Regions from separate parts of the Gossypium hirsutum genome. Here region 2 is linked to region 1. A link is a contact called in public Hi-C data. All regions are on one chromosome and are shown on one strand. The core of a region is the stretch at or near the end of the contact, and the rest is flanking DNA. Distances in the headings are between cores, read along the strand shown. Region 1 holds the start of LOC107921033. Region 2 holds the start of LOC107922257 (AT-rich interactive domain-containing protein 5).

Region 1 (5,937 bases), core at 1,540-4,039:
TTAAATTTCCTTCCTTGTAGATTGTTGAAAAACGTGTTGTTGATTGGATCGTCTCCGGAGCTCATACTATCCACCAACTCTTTTGGTAGACTTTTGCTCAATTTGGCCCGGTTATAAGTGGCATATAAATAGGTGTAAACGATTATATAATGTGAAATTGAAAATTATGTTTTGTGCCATTTTCATGTGAATTATGTGTAATGGCTTGTTGTGGCATGAATTGGTATTTTGGTGAACTTTGCTTGATGAAATCTTGGCATTTGGAATGATGATCATGTGGTTGTAGTTAGGTATGAATATTTGGTATGTTTGATGATGAATGGTTTGCTTGTGAATTGTTGAATTGAGGTGCCAATTGTGATATATTAGTTAGGCACTTTGGGTTTTTTTTTTTGGCTAGTGCACTTAGGGTTGTTTTATAAGTTGTATTTTGGGTATATTTTGATGCATTATAAACAAGTCTAATGAATGGTAAAATGCTTGTTTATAGCACAAGTAAGAATTGATTATGTGGCTTAATTTAAAAGACATATTTTAGCACACGCGGGTAAGTGACATAGCTGTGTGCTCTGTATGATCTTGGTTGTTTTGGTTAAACACGGTCATATTATATCTATGGAAAAAAATATCTTTTATTCTTTTATTTTTCTACTTTTTCAATTTTCTATCTTTCCAATTCTTTCCATTCTACTAATTAAATCCTTTAAGTTGGTTTTTTTCAACTTCTTCCCATACAAAAAGACTTGATGAATATAAGAAATGAAGCAGAGTAACAAGCTCATATTGGCTTACTTCACTAGCTAGATAGTTTAATTACACACACAAGAGTTGGATAGATATTTGTCATCGTCCACCGATCAATTAATATGATTTTCTAAATCAGAGGCTTGAAAAGAGAAAACTATTATTAATCAATCCAATATTAATGGATGGAGTATCAATATTTTCATCTAAAGACAAATGGATGAAGCAATGGACAAAAGAAAAAACCTCCTTAACAAAACAGATAAGTCCATACCATCAGTATTGAGAATGATGGGTGGGTAGGAGCTGAATGGCCCAAATTAGCAGTGGGTTTATTTCAGCCGTTTCATGAAGCCTTTGGAGGGCCTCTCTATGACAAGCTAAGGTCAAATCCATTTACAAATAACCATTGGATTCGGGTAGAACCGGTAGGATATCCGCATTTAAACAAAAACATAATTATAATTTAAAGCAATTCCGTTTTGACTTGTTCAAAACAGATAAACAATTGAGACCGCCCCTTGAGCCTTTGGATTGTAGACGTAATGTTCCATTTTCCTTCTGATGATTTTATACCTCCAAATATATGCTTCCTGCCTTCTCTCTCAATATTACATACAAGTTGCGAATAAATGAAATATAAAGATGAAAAAGACCCACAAAAATTCATGTGAGAATGATGATTAATGGAATCTCCGGTTAACTCAATAAAAAAATGACACTCTCGATCTCAGTTTCTATACAGGACAGAGAAGTTTTGAATATAATAGATATATGTATGTATGTATAATATGTTACATTGGGGGCTCATGGAAAATTAACAACTTGAAAGGTGGATCCGGGTAGGTAGATTACAGAACGGAGCCTTCGTAAATAGTGGACAGCCTTAGCTTAAAAGAACGAACGGCCAATTTGGCTCGTCTGGATGTGTATCGCTGCAATTTTCTAAAAGAAGCAGATCTTGACATCCCAGCTGGCTGAGGTTGAGTCTGGGACTTGGTAAAGGACTTGGTGCTGCTGGGGGTTGGGGCTGATACGGTAGAAGCGCCAACAGGATCAACAACAGATTGAGCTACCACCATCACAGGGTTAATTCGGGCTTTCTTGCGCCGATTAGAATCGTTTCTAGAGTCATTCTGGATAGCAACGCTGGCTTTGACGGCCAAAGCGGCCATATCCTTGGAAGCCAATCGCTGCTGAAGCTTGGAAACGGGAAGCACGAAGTATATCTGATTGGGTTGCAGTTGATGGTCCGCATTCAAGGCCGGAACGTAATCGTCGTAAGATAAGCTATCCGAGTTGCAAAGGAAGATGGAGGAGGAAGAAGAAGAGGAGGAGGAGGAGGCTTCGGCGTGAAGAACCTGAGAGGCGCAGACCGGGGGATTATATTTATGAAGATCACCGTTGAGGGAAATAACATGAGCTGTTGGGCGAGACCCAGATTCTGAAAATTCAGGGATTTCGTAAGAGAAACAGGCACCCATGGCATGGATGGATGGATGGATGGATGGATTGTTAGAGAAGAATATATAGAAAAGTGAAAAGGAATTGGGAGGTTTGGAATTGCAGTTGTATTTGAGGAGGAGAAATGGTTTGTTATTATTATGGTTAATTAACAAATAAATAAGAGGAGATGAATGAAGAATGTGGAAAGGGGGGTTTAATAAAGAGTGACGCGAGCCACGGCGTCACGCGGGGAACATGAAATACCGTTGGCATTGCAAGTCAAAGGGGATGCTGTTGTTGTACTTTTCAAAGAGATAGAGATGGGGACAGCTGATTCATACCTACTTTTTCATCCAATTTGATTTTGACGTTTGACATTGCCAACCCTTAATAAAACCCCTTCCCTTTTTAACTCAGCAGTGACGCGTTGCGTAGGAAGGAAGCTATTACTTGAGTTACACTCTCACACCTCCGCCACTTACAAAGCGCAGCCGTTATTTGCTGCTTATTAAAAGCCAGGCCGAGTGATGCTTCTTTTTTAATTTCATTTTCCATTTTTGTTTAATTGATATATGTTCCACGTACCAGTTTATTCGTTGTCATGGAGAGAAATGATCTTTTATGTTTTCACACAAATTTTAAATTATTTGTTTTATATTAAAAAATCAATCATTAATATTTTATATCATATAATAAAGTTATTATATCGATTAAAATATTTATATGCTTGATAAATATAAATATTTTGATAAATTTAACTGTTGAATTATTCGTATGAAAACTTATGAAAAAATGTAAATTTATTTTAGTTTTATATTGATGTAAGTGAATATCCCTTTATTTAATGGTATAACTTGTTATATGATTAATGTAGTTATTTAAAGTTTTGTTTAAAGGTGCTTTAACCATGTGGCATGGTGGTTGCCCATCTCGTCCGTTAATCATGTATTTGAGAGGTTTGATCTCTACTTATGAGAATGAAACATGCTTCATGACTAGCCAAATACTTTTCTGAAAAGCATCTATGACAAGTGGTGGAGCCAAGGGGACTGGTAGGGGACCCGACTCCTTAAAATAGAAAGTTTTTCATTTAAGCTTTTTATAATTTATAAAATTTTAAATCAATAATGGTAAAATTATACTTTGTCCCCCCAAAATAATAAAAATTTGACTTAATCCTTTAAAAATTATAAAAATATAGACAATTAAAATAGTGAAATTACATTTCTACTATCGTAAAAATATATAATTTAATTATGACACTCCTAAAAAAAATTTCTGACTCTGCCACTATTCGTGATAAAAGAGTTAGTCATTGTTACCGATCATGATATCCTAAAATCAACAAAAAAAAAAAAGAGAATCGATTATACATAGTAGTAAAGCAATTTAAAAGAATTTGATGTTATTTTCAAAACTTGTTTTCTAAATTTGTTTTATTTGATTTTTAATTACATAAATTAGTTTATCTTTTATCTTTGGTGCACTTTTTTTATTTAATATGTTTGAATTTTTCTTTTATAAATATAAAGCATGTCAAAGTTAAAATGTTTGTATAATTATATTAATAGCGGTGATAAAAGTCAAAGGTAATTAATATTTGTAGTGCTCAAAGTCGTAGATGGTTTGGAAAGTCTATTTTTTCTGTGAATATGATAGAAGGGATTATATAAAAAGGTTTGGAGTCGAACATGGCCCCGCTTAATGGGTACCTTATTGGATAAGAATAGAGGTAGGTTCTTAAAAAAAAAAATTAGGTTTTCATTGATTGACTTCAATGATATTTAAAATAAAAATAATGTACGATTAGTTAGTAAGATAGAGTATTGTAATAGTAAGATTAAAATCAAGCTAAATTTTAATGCAGTTGTAATAATGAGGTGACAATAGAAAATAATTATTTAAAGATATTAATATGAAAATTTTATATAGTGATGAATTATTTATATATATATTAAAAATTATATTCTATCAAAATATCAATAGACATTGTTTTATATTAAAATAGGAATACAATCGTGTTAAAATAAATAAAAAAACTTAATATTTTAATAATAAATATATATTTTTAAAATAACAATATAGATTGTCACACCCCGAAATTGAGGTTACAAGATTTAAGGTTTGTTGGTTGGGTCAGTGGTTCGAATGGACCTTTAAATTAGTTTTTGCGTTTTGAGAGTATAATGAGTTTGTTAGTTCAGTGGCTAAGAGGTAGTTTACCTTAAGGTTTTGGGTTGAGTCTTTGTGAATGCATAGGGGAAATTCTTTTTTGTTCTAATTCTGAAAATTCTGATAGGATTTGTTAAATATCATTTTGTTTATTTTATATTTTTGAAAAATGGAAATTCCTAGAATTTCTCACGCTTCCACTTCTTTTCACGTTAGTTTTCTTTTTTTCCCTAATTTTAGATTTTTACTCTTTTGGCTTTTACATTTTCTCCTTGTTTTCAACGCTCTTTTTCTTTCCCTTTGTTCTTCAAGTTTTCCTTTTGATTTCATCATCATTATCGTTAATTGTCACTCCTCAAAGTTACTTTTTGTTCAATCAAGTTTTGAATCGGGTAAGTGTAGTGCTGATTTCTTGAGATTTACATTGGTTTCTTTGATTTTTGTATATGGTTCAGACCGATTTTCTTATAGGTTTAGTGTGTTTGTAAAATTGAGTTTTCAGACAAGTTTAATTAAGGTGTAACAGTTTGATCGTTAGTGTGTGAGAATCGTCTTTCAGGTGTGTTTCTTAAACACTCTAATTAAGGATGATGTTTGTGGTTAATTTTTGTGTTTTACAGCAAGGATTGTGGTGGTTTTTTAGGCACACGAGCGGTCCACGCGACCGTGTGTCACCTAAGAAATTAGGTAAGTTTTTGAGTCACACGGCCTAGGATGGGTTACATGGGTGACCACATGGCCGTTTGACCTCTGTTAAGAATTTATAGATCGCACACAGCCTGGGGAGGTGTCATAGGCTTGAGACATGACTGTGTCTTCCCTGCTTTGTACTTGTGAAATTGCCACACGGGATAGAGAATTACACAATTTGCCTACATGGTTATGTAACCCAGTCACACGGTTATGTCTCTCAATCACATGATCGTGTATCTCAGTCACACAGGCGCCTCCCTAAGTCTCACGGTCGTGTATCCCTATCACGTAGTCTGGACCCTTCCACAAAGCCTATCTATAGGGCCGTGTGGTCCTTTTTTTGTAATGTTTCCACCGTTTTTGCTAAGTGATTCGTTTTAGTTCTTGAGTAGTCCCTTGTATGTTTAAGCCTTTAAAGAAGTATTTAGGACACTAATACTGTTTGTGTAAGGTCTCCGAATGAAATATATTACTGTTAGGATACTTTTTATATATACGTTTATATGATTTAGTTTTGATGTCGTATAAATTGTTTTTATAATTTGGTACATTAAACTCGGTATATGAAAATGGTTGGATATGATAATTAGAAACTATGAACTTTTGTTTCCACTATCTTGTAACTGAATATGAGTATGACTGATTTTGATTCTGCTGAACTGAACTGATTTGCAAACATGGTTATTAAATGTGGAAGCTGAAAATGAGTGTATCTGATTTTGTATATCTATTTGCATTGTATTTGTGGCGGGGATATGATTATGAAGGGAAGGAAGTTCGGTTTGGCAGTTAAATTGCATACTTATATTTTTTTTAATGGTAAATCTGCATTAATACAATTGACATACGTCCACTTCATGGTGTGTTTCGATTGGATGGGTC
Region 2 (5,937 bases), core at 999-3,498, 160 kb after region 1:
TATTCGAATAATTAGTATTTTGGATTTCATATAATGTTCAATATTGATATGTTTAGGTGGTGTTAAGTGATCATAATGGTTATTTTGGTATGGATATACTAGAGTGTTGGAATATATTATTGGTACAATAATGATTGTGAAGTGTAACCATTTGGATGTGTTTGAAATATAATGTTATGGTTTCCGGTAGTATATGGAAGCTTTTATATGGCATAGTTTCATGATTGGTTGGATGTTTAGGAGATAATATTTGGTATGATTAAGCTCCAAAAGTTCTGCTATTTGAATTGATTGTCTTTCTATTTAAATCAATTATGTTTCTGTTTGAATCGATTCATTTTTGTTTAAACCAATTCTTTGTTGTTTAATTCGATTCAAACTCCAACATTTACAGGGCTTGTGGTGTGCATATAAGAATTATTGAGTTTAAGTTAAGTTTTGGCATAAATTGATTTTAAAGAGGTCATCTTTGCAAAATTTTTAGAAAGTACCTTGATAATAAGTATCAGTACTTCCTTAAATGTTTTGTTTTCTAAAATGGCAGAATACCAAAATGATATCGGTACCTATTATTGGTATCGATACATGTTTCTAAATTTTGAAAAGTTTACAATTTGGTCCTTAATCATGCTTGGGTTGACTTAGGAGCTTTCATAAGCTCAAATGTGCCTCATTTTTATTGTAAATCATTTTGTGGATGGAATTATGAAATAAATTGATGTTTGATTGCATTAATTATTGCAATTTGAATATGATTTTCTCTGGTTACTATGGTAGCATCCTGTAGCTGCGTTCGACGACCATGCCGAGTGATGGATGTTACAAGAACATAACAAAGTTGTCAACAAAGACAGTCTAAAAATCGCTCTATAAGTGACACTACAAGCAACCTATTTATAGGCCTATTCAAGTGGTTAATCAACAATGTTTTGATAGGCTTTAAACTTCTATTTAAAAGTTGTAATTATTCTGAGTATTTATTAACTAAAAGTCTTTATTAATCAATCTTCTAACAACACCAAAACTCTCTCAAGAGATAATAAGACTTAATCCAATTTAGGGATTGACGACTTACCCATTCCGTGACTTTAGCATTGGACGTTCCAAAAATGGGTACTATCGGGTCGGGTGAATTCAATAATAGACGCTTGGTGGTATTCCAGCTTTCCTTCTCCTTTTAGGACTTATCTAAAAGAGAATCCAGTACTTTTTGGTTGTGAATATCTAAAAATAGGTGAACTGCCTCGTAGATATCTTTGCTTCGGAACAAAACAATTATAATAGAATTAGGCTCAGTCAACTAGAATGTGTACTATCCATATATTATCCATATAGGGGATCCTCTAGTTGAGAAAATCCATCGACCTGAGACGAAGAGAAAGATCTATCTATTTTATTTAGTTATTCAGTACTTATCCAATCACCTCAAGCAATTCAACTGGGAGTCTTTAAAACCCTAGTCAAATCATGCTTCGTGTTTTGTCAAATATGCAACATTAAGGTGGACTGAACTCAATACAAATGAAACCTATTCAAAGCTCAAATTTGTAGGTTAAAATAGAGAAACAATTTCGTTATAACAAGACATGGAACGAGCAGTAACTTTCCCGGCATCTTGAATAAAGATGGTCTTCCAACACCTTATAAAGCTTTTTTCTAATTAAATTTTGGTCAAGTATTAGAGAACTATATTAGTTTTCTCTTTTGTATTTAACTAGAATATTGTTAGTAGTGCTTTATTAGTACAAGTGTCTTGTGTTTGTAGTTTTATGGTTATGAAGGGTGCATAGGTGTTTGTCAAGATTGCATAGATGTCATGACTTTATGATTTTATGCTGTAAGTGTTGATTTGACAATATTAATATGATGGGATATTTTTTATTTATAAAAATAACAATTGTTGATTTATAAAATTTTTTTTGATAATTTTACAATTGATTTAAGACTCGATTAATAAGTCACGCTAACTTAATTAAACTCTTAATAATAGCATAAATGAGGAAATCCAACCATATATCCAAATAAATTTTCATTAATGCACAAAGGGTAGATGGGCTTTTCAATTAATTTTTGGGTTATGTTGTTGGATTTGGTCTTAAGAAAAGAAGTATAAAAACCACCGAAATGGGAGATGTAGAAACTGGGCTAAAATGGACCTGGAGAGTAGTGGGAATTAAAGTTGAAAGAAGGCCAGGCCTGTTTGCTATTGGGGAATTAAAACAGCCCTACAGCACTTCGCTCGTAGGTTCAAGGCCTGCAGACGCTTCTGTTTGGTTTCAACTCATCACCACACCGCTTGGGGGAAAAAAGAGAGAGAGAAACACCCCAATACGGCAATACACCATTCACTCACTCGGTTTTTTTTTTCATTTATTATTATGCTAAAGAAGGAACAAGACCTCAGCAGCCAAGCCAAGCAAATCCAAGCCGAGCCGAAAGCAACGACGCTAAAAAAGGAAGGAGAGTTCTTATTTGGTAGCTAAGTTGGCAGAGCCGAAAAAATCCCAATCAGAAATCAACAATCCCAGCCCAGGCAGAGCAGGTAAGGTGTAACCGTCGAATTTTGTAAGTTCCCTGCCATGAACGATACTTTCTATGTTAATGCCACTCGGATGCTGTTGCTGCTCTCCCTATTTATTGCTATTGCAATTCTTTGGCATTCGCATTCTCTCTCAAAGCCCTAACTGCATTTCTCTCTTCTCCCCTCTCTCCCCTTCCTTCGCCGCTCTAGGCTAGTTTCTTCTTCCACCATCACTTTTTACTCTTTTTTTTCAACTATCTTTAAATTATTAGGTTTTAGGGCACTCTAATTTTGCTCTCTTTCATTTCTTTTGACGCTTAGTTTTTTGTTTTTCATATTTTTCTTGTTATATATATATATATATATGGTTTTGAAAAACAAGTAGGACTTAGGGTTTTGTTTTTCATCTTTTTTTTCCTTTAAAAAATCACTAATTCAACTGTTGATGTGGACAGCAGAATCTGTACAAGCAAGATGGAAGATACCGAAATGTTGGAACAGCAGCTGCCTGAGGCTTCCCAAGTTAACCTTGTTGATACTGCTGTCCAAGAGCAACAGTCCTCACCCCCCACTAAGGATCAAAATGCCAATGAAACAATTGCTGATACAACTTCAACCTTGCCCACTGATGTTAACATGACTGATAATCCTCCTATGCCCGTTAAACCTGATAACATATCTTCCAATGGTGCTAATACCGATCCTTCTGATGCTCCTCCTGCTGAACCATTGGAGCAGAAAGTCAATGGAGATGCTACTCCCCTTCGCTCTCTTGCGCCTGAATCTGGACCTGAGAAGGTGGAGAAATCAAAGAGTTGGTTGCTTGATCCTGAGGTACATAAAAGAAATGTCCTATAAGTTCTGACATTAACAAATGAAGTGTCAATAGTTCTGTTTATCCTATTTCTAACTCACTTTGACTTGTTTGGCTTATAGATGGGGGAGGCTGATGAAGCTGGAACACCAGAGGAGCGAGCAGCATTCATGAAGGAGCTGGAAAGTTTCTATAAGGATAGGTCATTGGAATTCAAGCCCCCTAAATTTTATGGAGAACCGCTAAACTGCCTTAAGTGAGTTTGCACTGATCATTCTTCTGGGATTTCTAGGTTATTAGTCTGCTTTTTCTCAGAGTCTAATTTCTGCTTTTCTCTTGGTGCATGTTCGCATCCAATGTAGGTTGTGGAGAGCAGTTATTAAATTGGGTGGCTACGAAGTGGTATGCTTGCATATCTGGAATCTTTAATTGATGTTTTTAACCTTTTCTCTGAACCCTTAAATCATCCTATATTCTTGTTTAACTCACGTAGCAATCATTGACAAATCAGAGGTGACGTTCAGTCTGGTTTTATTAATGCTTATAATGATGCATTTATTTTGCTGTTTTGGAATTTCAACATTCTTATCTAATACATTATCCAAGCTAACAGCTTTAGGTGTCAACAAGTAAAAGGTTACAAACAACCGGATTTTATCTACGTGTAAAGTGGTTTGGATCTGTTTCTTGTTTAGGAAGGTAAATAAGATTAAATTCTGGCTAGGCGTTAATTTGGTTATTTTCGTTATTAAAGATGCACTAATAGAAAACTGTATCTTCTAACTTCGGTAGTTAATTCGTTGGGTTTCTCTCTCTTTCTCTCTCTCTCTACCACGAATGAAGAAGAATTTGTGTGAAGTATCCAAAGTTGGAAATGCCAATCAACATGGCAATGACACGCTTGTTAACACTATTTCTAGAGTTGCCATTATGCCATCACATAACTGCTTCTGTTTTGGGCACAAAGTTGATGAACTCACATTTTTTACCTATATGTACAAATAAATTCTGTACGATCTGACTTCAAAGTCTATCAAACAAGATTCCATATAACACTTGCAAGAAAATTGCCCTTTTTCCTGTATTCTTGGTTGTATTGAGATGCCATTGTGTTGAGATGTCTAATATCTTTTCTCTGGGAAAATGGATATTACCTGAAAAACCTTTGGCATCTTTTAATAGTTGTTATTGAATTAAGGAGGAAATAAGAATTGAAATATAGATATAGTTAAATTAGGTGATACCCTCAAAAAATATAAATCTTACTTTTCAACATATGAGATTTTCTTTGTCTATGAAATATGTCAGAAATCAAGGTTTGAAAAGTAATGACATGAATCCATGAATAGGACTAGGGAATAAGAAGCAACACTCTTTCTGTTTTAATTATTTGGTGAGGCGAAGTGTGAGATTTAGTCATCTTTTTCTTATTATGGTTGATGGTAAGGGGAGAAAAAAGGAAATGGTTATTGGAAAAAATATTACATTTATGTTTTCTTATTGCTGTATCCTCATTTTTATAAAAATGACCATAGTTGCTGTATCCTATCTGTCACACCCATGTTCTGATATATAAGCTTTAACTTAAAAATGTCTTATCATATGAGTATTCTCGGTTCACTTCTTCTAAACCTTGATTTTGTGGATCACAACTTTTTATTTAGTGGTATTTTTTTTGGGGTTTACTGTTTTGATTTTATTTTGATACACTTGATTATTGGGGGATGGGGGTACAGATGCTATGTTAATCCAAGTTCTGAGCCATACAACACAAGTATCTTGCCACTAGCCTAGAGTTTTTATTTACCGTATCCTCATTTCTAAAAGGTTATCATAGTTGCTGTATCTTATTTGTCATATCCATGTTTTTATATATAGGCTTTATCTTAAAAATGTAGTAACATATTAGTGTTCTCGGTTCTCTTCTTCTACACCTTGGTTTTGTGGGGCCTTAATCACAACCTTTTATTTAGCGGTATAATATTGGGGTTTTACTTAGTTATTTTCATTTTTATTTTTATTTTGATACACTTGATAATTGGGGATGGGGTAGGGATGCTTGAGATTGAACCCAAGCTTTGACTCCATACAATACCAGTATCTTGCCATTGGCCAAGAGGTTTAGTTTGCCTGCTAATTTACCAAGTTTGGTGCTTTAAAAAGTATTAGAGTTGGATCTCCTTTAATTATGATTCTTTATAAAGCGATTCTGTCGTTCGTGGGCAAGCATTTAGTGATATACTTAAATTGACTTCTAGAGAGGTATTAATAATTATTGCCTAAATAGGTCCATGAATATAATGCAAGAGGCACGCGTTTGAAGGTGGATAAGTTTGAGCGTGCTTGCAGGGTATCATAGCTGTAGATTATTCCATTTAGAGTTGGATTATAGAGTGCATGATCTGCAAACATTCTTAGAAACTTCAGTGTCTATTTATAAACTAAATCAAGTTGTATCCGGTCTTGAACTTTAACCTTGTATCTTTAAATGGGTTGGCACATAAGCATATTTTAAGTCTACAGAAGGTTGATTAGAGAAAATATTGCATATGATAATAGGTATGCGATTGACCAGCCTCTTTCCCTTGTCCTCCTTTGTTTC

The links. A called contact is a pair of places that touch in the nucleus more often than the background predicts.
Region 2: a contact with region 1 is called in a Hi-C map of leaf, with 2.2 times the contacts expected there. The contact joins the promoter of LOC107922257 here to the promoter of LOC107921033 in region 1. A contact is called at or near these places in 2 of 34 Hi-C or Micro-C datasets (both in leaf).

Annotation. Positions count from the first base shown.
Region 1 is chrD01:15,228,106-15,234,042 of Gossypium_hirsutum_v2.1, forward strand. It overlaps LOC107921033, which reads right to left and starts at 2,790. Exons shown (of 1, transcript XM_016850889.2): 1 at 1,428-2,790. The coding sequence starts at 2,228. The coding sequence ends at 1,596.
Region 2 is chrD01:15,391,586-15,397,522 of Gossypium_hirsutum_v2.1, forward strand. LOC107922257 (AT-rich interactive domain-containing protein 5) reads left to right here and starts at 2,249. Exons shown (of 14, transcript XM_041087118.1): 1 at 2,249-2,542; 2 at 2,977-3,355; 3 at 3,458-3,591; 4 at 3,698-3,737. The coding sequence starts at 2,996.